3 separate regions of the Anas platyrhynchos genome follow, and all the other regions are linked to region 3. A link is a contact called in public Hi-C data. All regions are on one chromosome and are shown on one strand. The core of a region is the stretch at or near the end of the contact, and the rest is flanking DNA. Distances in the headings are between cores, read along the strand shown.

Region 1 (3,117 bases), core at 396-2,895, 160 kb after region 3:
CACCATCTGTGAGCAGCAGGAACTGAACTCCACTGTTTCACACTGTCACAACTTCCACAACCACATCCTCAGAACGCCCTCCAGACTCCTTTAGAATACACCAGCTGAGAGGCAAGACTCTTCCCCGTTCTAACCCACTGAGCTTTCTCTTCTACTCTCATAGCTCTCAGCAGCAACTTTTCAACCTTCATAGCAAAGGAGGAAGGATTGCTATGCCTCCCTTATAAACTGGCTTTCCCCAGGTAGCTAGGATGCCATCGCCCCCAACAGGTGCAGTAGCGAATTACCAAACAAGAGTGAAAACCTGCAGCCCTGCCCTGAATCCCTCTGACGGGGCCATAGAAACCCACTTGGCCATCCTTACCAACTCGGTATGCGGAGTGGAGGTAGTGCAGACCCTGAGGGCTCACAGGCTGACTGTGCTGCTCATCCTCGGCAGGAAAACCCCCTGTAACAAGGGAGTTGGGCTGTGAGGACAGAGTTGTCAAGGAAGCCCCCTGAATCGCTGGGAACGTTGATCCTGCATGGACACTTCCTACTGAAGAGAGCAAAACAGCAGCATTAGGACCCACCACCAAGCCTAGAAGAAGGTTTACTTGGGCCGTCATCTCCCTCAACTGACCACCCCCTGCCAATGTACTGTCCTGTTCCCCTAAACAGAACAATACAGCAACTGAAAACCACAGACTTAAAACTGAAATACAAGGGGCTAAGAATATCTCTATTTTATTTGCAAGCAGGGCCTGAAGGGGGTCAATTTACACACTTGCCCATCTCTTCTGCAATATACCATGGACGTGCATATCATCCATGTTTTACATGTAAATAGAGGTATTGACTCCAAGGCCTTTGCTATTACTAAATGATGTTTGGTTCTGATTTCTTGTCTACGGAAACACACACATGCACATCTACATCTGATGTGAAACTGCTGAGGAAAATCCCTGAGCCAGAACAGTATTAAGTCTCTCAAAGAAAGTCTAACATTGCAAAGTTCTTCCACTCCTGTTTAAGTCAGCTATGACTCCATCCAGATACTATGTGGGAAGAACATTACTGGAGGCTAGCTTCCAATCAAACCTTGTAAAGAACAGCTGTTGCATACACTGGCAGCAGTTATCTACAGTAAAAACTGCAAGGGAACTTGAGAAGGTTCTGTCACGTTCAGACAGTGAACTAATATGGGCAAATTCAAGGGAAATCACAGGAAAACCCATTACACATTGTACTACACAAGCTTGTATAGACAGCAGCTAATACTGAGCCAGTAAGCTGTATTCTGACAAGGGACTCAAGTTAATCTTTCTCTCAAGAAAGGCATGGAGAAGGAAAAACAAGGTTTTCTTGAGCATTTCAGAGCAGAGATGCTATTAGGTGGGTGCACATTGCCACTTGTATTTCACAGGTTCTCTGTGATACTATTACACCATGGTAGTGGTAGTTCTCATGTGGTGCTACTACACATTTGGGCAATGCTCCAAATTCTGATTTCTCTCTTCCCCTGACCCCTCCAACATTTTTTTTAATGTTTACTAGTGAACAGCTGAATAACTGAGAACAATGTGCCTCCCAGGACAGATCTGTCTGACCTCCTCAGCCAAGCAAACACACAGTGCCAAACAATCCACAAAGTGGGGCAAAATCCACGCTGCATTTGACGTCTGGCCGAGGAGAAAAACCCACAAGAATGAGCTAAGCTGAACTGTTGCCAGAGCCTGAGCATCACCATGTGCCTATGTACTCCAGGAACAGCAAAACCGTATTTTAAGAACTGAAAACAAGTTTCTGAAAACCATAAACAATGGCAAGTGGGAAGGGTGGGGTTGTTTTATTCTTTTGTTAGTGTAAGTGCTCTAGGATTAGTTAACACTTCTAGAAGATTCATAACTCTTACAGAAATGGCTTCTCATTGCTAAGAGTCGCAGCATCAGCCTAGGACTAAGGCTGTCAGCAAAAGATACTCTTTATATCCTGAGGCCTTCAGGACTCTTGTATTTCCTTTTGCGGTGTCTTTTGGCATTGAAATTAAAGATAGCGCACTTAAAAGTAACTGAAAAGGAATCCCCTTTCTCCTGATAATCTGGATATGAAGGAGGCCAGCACATCTCTTAAGTGTTTTCCCACATGCCAAGTTTCCAGAACCTAGTGAGTTGCAACACACTGATAGATAAACAAATTCATAAACAGACACATCATAGCCACTGCAGTTAGGGCATAACAGAGCCTGGGTCCAACCACAACTTGCTAGTGCAGAACCCCGTGGCAATGAGAACACGTCCACAACTCAGTCAACATATGCTGTTCCAGTGCTGCTCACTGCCTGATGATCTCCACCACCACTCAAGCCCCAACACAACGTGTGAGCAGTCGTTCAGACTGCCATTGCCATGACTGCCAAAACATCTGTCCTCTCTACAGAGGTTCCACGTTTCAGGTACCGGCTGCCTCAAATTCCTCAGGGCATGAAAGACACCTATTAATGCTACTGCCTGTTCGTCTGATCCAAAGGAACCACTGCTCAAGATCATCTATGCTCACCTTGTCTTGAGGAGAGGCTGCTGAGGGGGAAAAAAATAACAAAGAGGGCTAAAGCTCTAGCAAGTTAGAGGTCAGAAGGGCCAGGACACCTCCAAACAGAGAGCTCAGTACTGGAAATGTATCTACACAGAAATTAAAGCTCCACTAGCTGAATCAGGCCCCATAATGAACCAGTACCCCTGAGCATGCGCATCTTTAGGCTGGGGTGGATTTGTTCAGAACTTCTCAGAGCAATAACTCTGGTGCCAACCAACCAATGTTGGTGAGGAGCAGGACGTGGCTGGGGTACAGCTGTGAGGCTGTACCTCCTATGCTACGCCCAGTCCAGGGCTGTAACACTTACTCGCTACATTGGAAGACAGTGACAGTCCCGTCTCGCTGTGATAGGGATGCACCGCAATCTGCGTCATGGATGGGACTGGCACACCAGGGAATGACACTGCTGTAGCTGCCAGTGATGGCGTTGTTACCGAGTAAGGGTATTGAGCTCCTATGAACGCTGGATGGACACCCTAAAAAAGAAGATGAGCAACAGTCATGCCTACTCTATTTGACCATTTAGAAGTTCAAAACATGATG
Region 2 (3,182 bases), core at 178-2,677, 130 kb after region 3:
GCACCCTTTGCTATCACACCACCTCCTGGTGTCTCTCAAAAATGGGAAAAAGACAACAGGAGACGCATCCTTTTGCCTTCCAGTGTGCTCCATACTACAGCCCAGATCTTTCTGTGCTTTGCTGTGTCGAACTGAGCACATCCTTTTTGCACAACAGCACCAAGTGCACGCTGCTCTTTGAAGTGTGGGTGCCACAGCCTGTCTAGCAGGGCCCCTGTCAGCTTGGTAGGAAACCAGAAGTGAAAAATTCACAGGCAGACAAATGTGCTAACTCTCTAACTCCATTCAGTTTCTGCGTGTCCCAGAGTGCCACCACTATTTGCTGTTGCATATGCAAAGACCCTGATGTGTGATCCCTTCATGGACAGGATTAAATTAATTTCCAGTGTCTTGGGGATGGTCAGTCACAGAGGTACTATCGCTCAGCAGCTCCAGCTGAGATGCACTGGTAACAGCCCGTGGTGACACTGGGCAGAAAACTGAATTCAGACCTCCTGAGTGCCAGCAAACCTCTTCATCCAAACCCATCTGTCTCCCCCCTCCTCCTTTTGCTCTTCCCTACTAGGAGAAGGAAGGCCATTCCTGCCCCCTGCCAACACAGCCTCTTGTTGGCTGCTGGCCTCACCAGGATTGAGCAGTGCCATTACTGAGGTCCCCTCCCCTCCCTGCAGCAGCAGGCACTGGATGCGGAGGGCTCTGTCACACATAAGTCATTCTTCCATTGGCCTTAACGTGCTGCTTTTGTTTTGCTGACTTCTAGCCTTGGTGTGGTTCTAGCCTCGTTTCTGGCAAAGCGCTGCTGGGTTGAATTGACAGAAATCCACTGCATTCCCCTAGGCACAGGCTGCAGGCCTGCAATAACTCCTGTGAAAACTTGTCCTGTGCCCTGGTGTGCAGCATGCTGCCCCGCTCCCAGCGGCTGCCCTGCTGGTTGGAGCAGATGCTGCAGCTACAGCTGCCCTGGCAGTGCCTTGGAGAGAGAAGGGGAAGCTCCTGTTTTTGTCTAGAGAGAGTCACTGCCTGTTCCCCAATATGTCCCAGAGCCACCTGAAGGGGCTTTTGAAACTGTTCGGGACTCACAGGCAGAGCTTACCTCTGCCGCCACTCCCAGAGGTTACTGAGAGGTGCGTGTCCCTCCTTCCGTCCTGAGTTTCTGCTGCCTTGCAAACACAAAATATATTTAATTTTTCAGCGGTGCAGTGCTGTTTGTCAGCCCAGACAGGCAGGGCAGCCTGAGGTGCGAACGGCCTCTTCCTGGCAGCACAAACAAGCCAGGAGGAAACAGCACCATTACCTGCTTTAGCAGCATCCCATGTCCTCCTTCTTTTCAGATCAGCATCTTCATGACCCACCTGTCTAACTATGGGAATGACCGCCTGGGACTGTACACCTTTGAGAGCCTGGTCAAGTTTGTGCAGTGCTGGACCAATCTTCGCCTGCAAACACTGCCCCCTGTCCAACTTGCAAAAAAGTACTTCGAAATCTTTCCCCAGGAGAAGAATCCCTTGTGGCAGGTGAGAAGGCAGTTTTAACCGCTCTTAGTGGTTTTCCAAGAGGTGTGTCCCACACTTACAGCAGAGAGACTGCTGCTGCAGAGCACAGCGTGGTAATGCATGAAGTCGTTAGGTTTAACCTTTGTGGCTTCAGGCTGCAGGGGGCAAATCGCAAAGTGGAAGGGATGGGGGACCAGGGGTGGTAGGCCGCAGTCACAGTGTGAGCTTGGAGGCAAGGATGGCTGTCAGAGGTGACTGGAAGGAGGTTGGTGGAAGTTTGGATCATGAAAGGGCTTATATTAGAGCAAGGCGCTGTGAAATGTTAAGTGTATGAGGAAAGGAGCCCTGTTTGTTGCTGGAAAAGCTTGCAGGCATGTTAATGTGATTAATCGTAAAGTAATTTCACACCGCAGAATTCATGTTCATTAAATAAAAACATGTTTATTCCATTTTATCCCAGCACAGCAGCTCTCTGCATGGTAATGAGCAGATGAAATTAGCTGAGGGTGATAGAGTTGTCTGTCTGCCAGAATTCCACAGATGCTGAGCTGTACTATCGGGGGGGCCCCACCCAGTGTGGCTGCGTAGGGCAAGACCTGTGGTTAACACTCTCAGGGGGACTTTGGCTCCTGTATCACTTTGGAGTTTGAAAATGTTCCCTCCTGTTTTCTCTAATTCTTCTTGATGCCTGGCAGAGCAGCAGTGTGGCTGTGAAGTGTTCTTCATATGCTAATAGCATCTTCCCTGGAGGACTGGCCTGGCAGCTTTTCCTCCCCTTTCCATTTGCTCCTGTGGTAATGCTTAATCCCATCTCTTATGCTGCAGAATCCCTGCGATGATAAGAGGCACAAGGATATCTGGTCCAAAGAGAAAACATGTGATCGACTCCCCAAGTTCCTCATCGTGGGACCTCAGAAAACTGGTAATGTTTATCTTTCTAATTTATCTAAAAAGTAGATTGCAACTTTCATCTCATTCCTCTAGAGAGGAGAGCTGGAAGGATCTCTGTTGTAGATCTGTATGGCTGCCCTTTGTGCAAGCTGCCAAATGACCACAGAGGATATTTCAGAGAATGTCAGATTTGGTCTAAATTAAATCTGGCAAGTCTGTCACTTTGCATGTTGGCAGTTTCCTCAGATCAGTCCTGATTTGCAGGAAGAAGCCCTACCTGCAGAGCTGTGTTTTGGCTTTTCCCCACGAGCTCAGAGAAACCATGACCTTTCTTAGATTTTCACAAGACACAAGCTGTCAGCAGGACTAAACACACGCTTAGCAAAGGTTACGATGAATGTCCCCTAGTGCTTTTATTGCGACAGATCTCTGTGCGCACTGCATGCTCCATGTCACTGCCAGTAGGAGGCTGAGATCCTCTTTTGTCTGACCTCTGTCACCAGCTCTTAACTGCTGTGGCATCGTGGTTGGCAGCTGTACGTACTGTCCTGAGGACTCCCTTCTAGTCTGAAGACAGCAAGATCTCTTCACCCAAAGCCAGGTTTTCAAACCTTGGCTTTCTCTGTAGTGCATTGAAACAGCAGCCACCAGTCATGCGCAGCAAATGGTGATCCTGCCTGTGGCAGGAAGCTCTCCCAGCCAAACTACTGTCTCCTGCCGGTGTCGCTGTGAAGCTCTGCTGGTGTGTGTGCAGTGCGGGTCCTATGTCGTGGCCCAGGCTGCTTGCAGTGGCACAGT
Region 3 (2,843 bases), core at 154-2,653:
TCGCTGCATCTCTGTAGGTTCCTTTTCTGTAAATGGGGTCAGTGGTGCAGTTCTGCAATGGAGGGGGATGTGTGAGGCTGAATTCAGTCTCACTTGGCAAGAACTTAGGAGCTCCCTGGATGCTGATGGTGCATCAGGTGCACCTAGTGAAAATCCTTGAATAATGTTGGCTCTGAGGGGCATCTTTCTCTCTGTTGTGCTTTACTTTGCATGTCTGCCGTGCTCAGTTGCTGGTAGCGTGGTTAGTCTGTCAACTATGTTGCCCTGATCCCTCCCGAACCAGCTGTCTCCGTAGAGGAATCTGTGGCTGAACACCTCTGAAATGAGGTGTGAGAATGCTAGCAGGTCGGACATTTAGGTGGGGTCTCAGCCTTCCCCCTACACATGTACCTTACTAGTTGTCTGACTGCTTAATGCTGCGACAGATCCTTAATGTGAGTTGGGTACACCTGAAGTATTTGATTCTGCTCAGGGCAGTCTGGTGGGAAGAGAGGAGCAGGCATGCCCTCTTCTGTCTCCTCCTGTCATCTATTCCTGGTTTCCTGCGCACAGCGCCAGTGCCTCATGATGCAGCAGTCAGAGCCTCCGTGTTAATGTTTCTGAAGTAGCTCTAAGAATGTCAAACTGCTGGTTTGTGAGGCATAATGGGCATGGTGTTTTGTCTAGCCAGAATGGAAGGGAAATGATCTCGAGTCCGTTTTGCAGTGAACTGTCCATCACCGCTTCCTTATTACCTCGTTCCTCTTGTTCTTGGCGAGGCCCTGCGTGGAGCCCCGAGGAGCAGCAGCGAGCAGTGCGGGGCAGCGTTCTCCCTCCCCGCTCCTCTCCGGGTTGGTGTGCAGTGGTTTGGCTGCCCTGCTTCCTTTCTCCCTCTCTCCCACCTCGTACTTGCCCTCTGCTGCTCTGTCACCCTCCTGGCCAGCGTGAGCTCTCCCTCAGAGCACCCCCAGCACTCCGAGGGGTGCCCCACGGGACAGGCTGCGGAGCAGAGCGGGCACAGCTCGCTGGGACGGGGGCGTCTCTGTGTGCCCACGGGTTGGGGCTTGCGTGTGTTTGTATTTCTGTGTTGGTCTTTATTTTGCTTTCTGGTTTACGTTCGTTTGTTCATTATTTTAACGCTTACGTTTGTTTTGCAGCTACCCAGTCTTGTGAAGAGAAGCTTCTTGCCTGGGACAGCCCAGGGCAGACACTGGAGTTAGAGCGTGCTCGGTCGGAGCCCTTGCTAACTCCAGTAGTTCCCTTTGTGCACAGCAGTGCACCGTGTAAGTTAGCAGCTGGGTAGCAGTAGCCGAGTAGTGCGACTGACTAGCTCCCCTAGGCGCCGGGCTCCCCTTCTCCCCAACACCTCACCCCCCCGGGCCGGCCGGGCACGGCGAGCCCCGGGCAGGCCGCAGGCCTCGGGCCGCCCCCAGGCGGCGCTCCCGGGCCGGGCCTGGGCCGGCTGCGGGGAGCGGCGGAGGCCGCCGGGGGGAGCCCCGGGGCCGGGCCCGCGCTGCGCGGCCCCCTCGGGGGTGCAGCACAGCTGGTGGGAACGCCGTCCTGCCCCCGGTCCGGGGACGCTGCCCGCTGCAAAACGCGGGTCGCCTTCTGTGTGTCACTGCGGGCTCGGGACATGTAGGAGAAGCCAGAAGGCAAGCGCAGTCTGATGGAGAGGATTTGCGCTGAAGGGTCAGCGCTGCTGTGTGGTGACGTTTGGGAGACGGGTGCAGGTCTTGAGACGAGCCAGCACACGGTGGCTGCGGTCTGCAGATTTGGCATTCATCCCAAGTGGAGCCTTTCCCATGGACCATGTTTTACAGGTGTGGCACATGTTCAGGAGGGGGATCCAATGTGTAGCCATGCTTCGTGGGGAAGCCGTTCCAGGCGATTTGCTTGTGAAAGTGTTTTTCATAATAGGCATAGCCCACTGTGTCATTTTGATCCATTCCTTCTATATGTCACTTCGTATGTGGAAATTTATACAGCCCGAGCAGTAAAACTAGCTCCCTTACCACCACGAGCCAGTTGTTCCCTAACCAAGATGTTCCCGTGGCTAACTGGGTAGTATAATCCTCTTAATAGATTTCCAGAGTGGGTGCAGGCATCTTTCTGAGCCACTGGGATTATCACCTTGTTGCTCTTCAGCTGTGCTTCCCAGTGCTGGGATGATACGCGCATGTGGATGAAAGTTTAAGGTGGAGGGGAGTTTGCACTAACATCTTCTGGCATCTACAGTGGGAGTCAGCTTTTCTGAATTGGACACCTAAAGATGGTAGGTTGTGTTTCAGGGCTGTGCTCCTAATGATAGGCATCTGAAATACCTCAGGTGAGGCTTGCAGAGTTGCTTACTTCTTTCAGGGCCTAAAGGAGAAGACTGGTGACTAGTTCCATTTCAGACACCTACACTTCAGATGCCTAAGGGCAGATGAATTACAGTTCTGGTGGTAGGGATTAGAAATTATGTGGTAATGGTGATGGTGAAGACAATGATAGAGCACCTCCTATACACTTGTATGATGTGTACCATAGCCTACCTCAAGGGAAACTGTGGGGAAGGCTGAAGATCTGTTGGGTGTGCATACAGTCATAGACCTTAAGTAGTGTTACTTCACAGAGCTGAGCCAAACTCTGTCAGTTTGAAGGACTCCAGATATCAGTAAGGGTGATGGAAGGCTTCAAAGGGGATGGGGCATCAGCTGTGGTAAACCAAGAGAAGGAAGTGCAGAGGTGCATTCCAGAGCAAGGTCGAATCAGCAGTAGACAGCTAGCCAGCTGTCTTTGCTCATCTTGAAGTTCAGTGTGCTGGGGCTGGGTTAACGGCAGTGCTGGTAAGGGCTCTGCCATAGGGATCTGCCTGAGGGACA

What was found. A called contact is a pair of places that touch in the nucleus more often than the background predicts.
Region 1: a contact with region 3 is called in a Hi-C map of subcutaneous adipose tissue, with 2.3 times the contacts expected there. The contact joins two enhancer-like sites. A contact is called at or near these places in 3 of 8 Hi-C or Micro-C datasets (F5 follicle, liver and subcutaneous adipose tissue).
Region 2: a Hi-C map of subcutaneous adipose tissue shows a contact between it and region 3, with 2.5 times the contacts expected there. The contact joins two enhancer-like sites. A contact is called at or near these places in 4 of 8 Hi-C or Micro-C datasets (F1 follicle, skeletal muscle and subcutaneous adipose tissue).

The regions. Positions count from the first base shown.
Region 1 is chr6:19,630,721-19,633,837 of IASCAAS_PekinDuck_T2T, forward strand. It overlaps ZSWIM8 (zinc finger SWIM-type containing 8), which reads right to left. Exons shown (of 25, transcript XM_038181257.2): 22 at 2,882-3,050. Among named protein-coding and RNA genes, the nearest start is that of ZSWIM8, 60 kb to the right of the region's middle. Within about 2 kb of position 1,646, at least 3 of the 8 cell types and tissues checked have an H3K27ac peak or open chromatin away from gene starts, as enhancers often do. A contact at or near this core is called in subcutaneous adipose tissue, where this site is marked.
Region 2 is chr6:19,608,429-19,611,610 of IASCAAS_PekinDuck_T2T, forward strand. It overlaps NDST2 (N-deacetylase and N-sulfotransferase 2), which reads left to right. Exons shown (of 16, transcript XM_027459798.3): 9 at 1,332-1,514; 10 at 2,319-2,415. Among named protein-coding and RNA genes, the nearest start is that of ZSWIM8, 82 kb to the right of the region's middle. Within about 2 kb of position 1,428, at least 4 of the 8 cell types and tissues checked have an H3K27ac peak or open chromatin away from gene starts, as enhancers often do. A contact at or near this core is called in F1 follicle and subcutaneous adipose tissue, where this site is marked.
Region 3 is chr6:19,473,623-19,476,465 of IASCAAS_PekinDuck_T2T, forward strand. CAMK2G (calcium/calmodulin dependent protein kinase II gamma) reads left to right here. Exons shown (of 23, transcript XM_027459811.3): 19 at 1,137-1,262. Among named protein-coding and RNA genes, the nearest start is that of NDST2, 14 kb to the right of the region's middle. Within about 2 kb of position 1,404, at least 3 of the 8 cell types and tissues checked have an H3K27ac peak or open chromatin away from gene starts, as enhancers often do. A contact at or near this core is called in F1 follicle and subcutaneous adipose tissue, where this site is marked.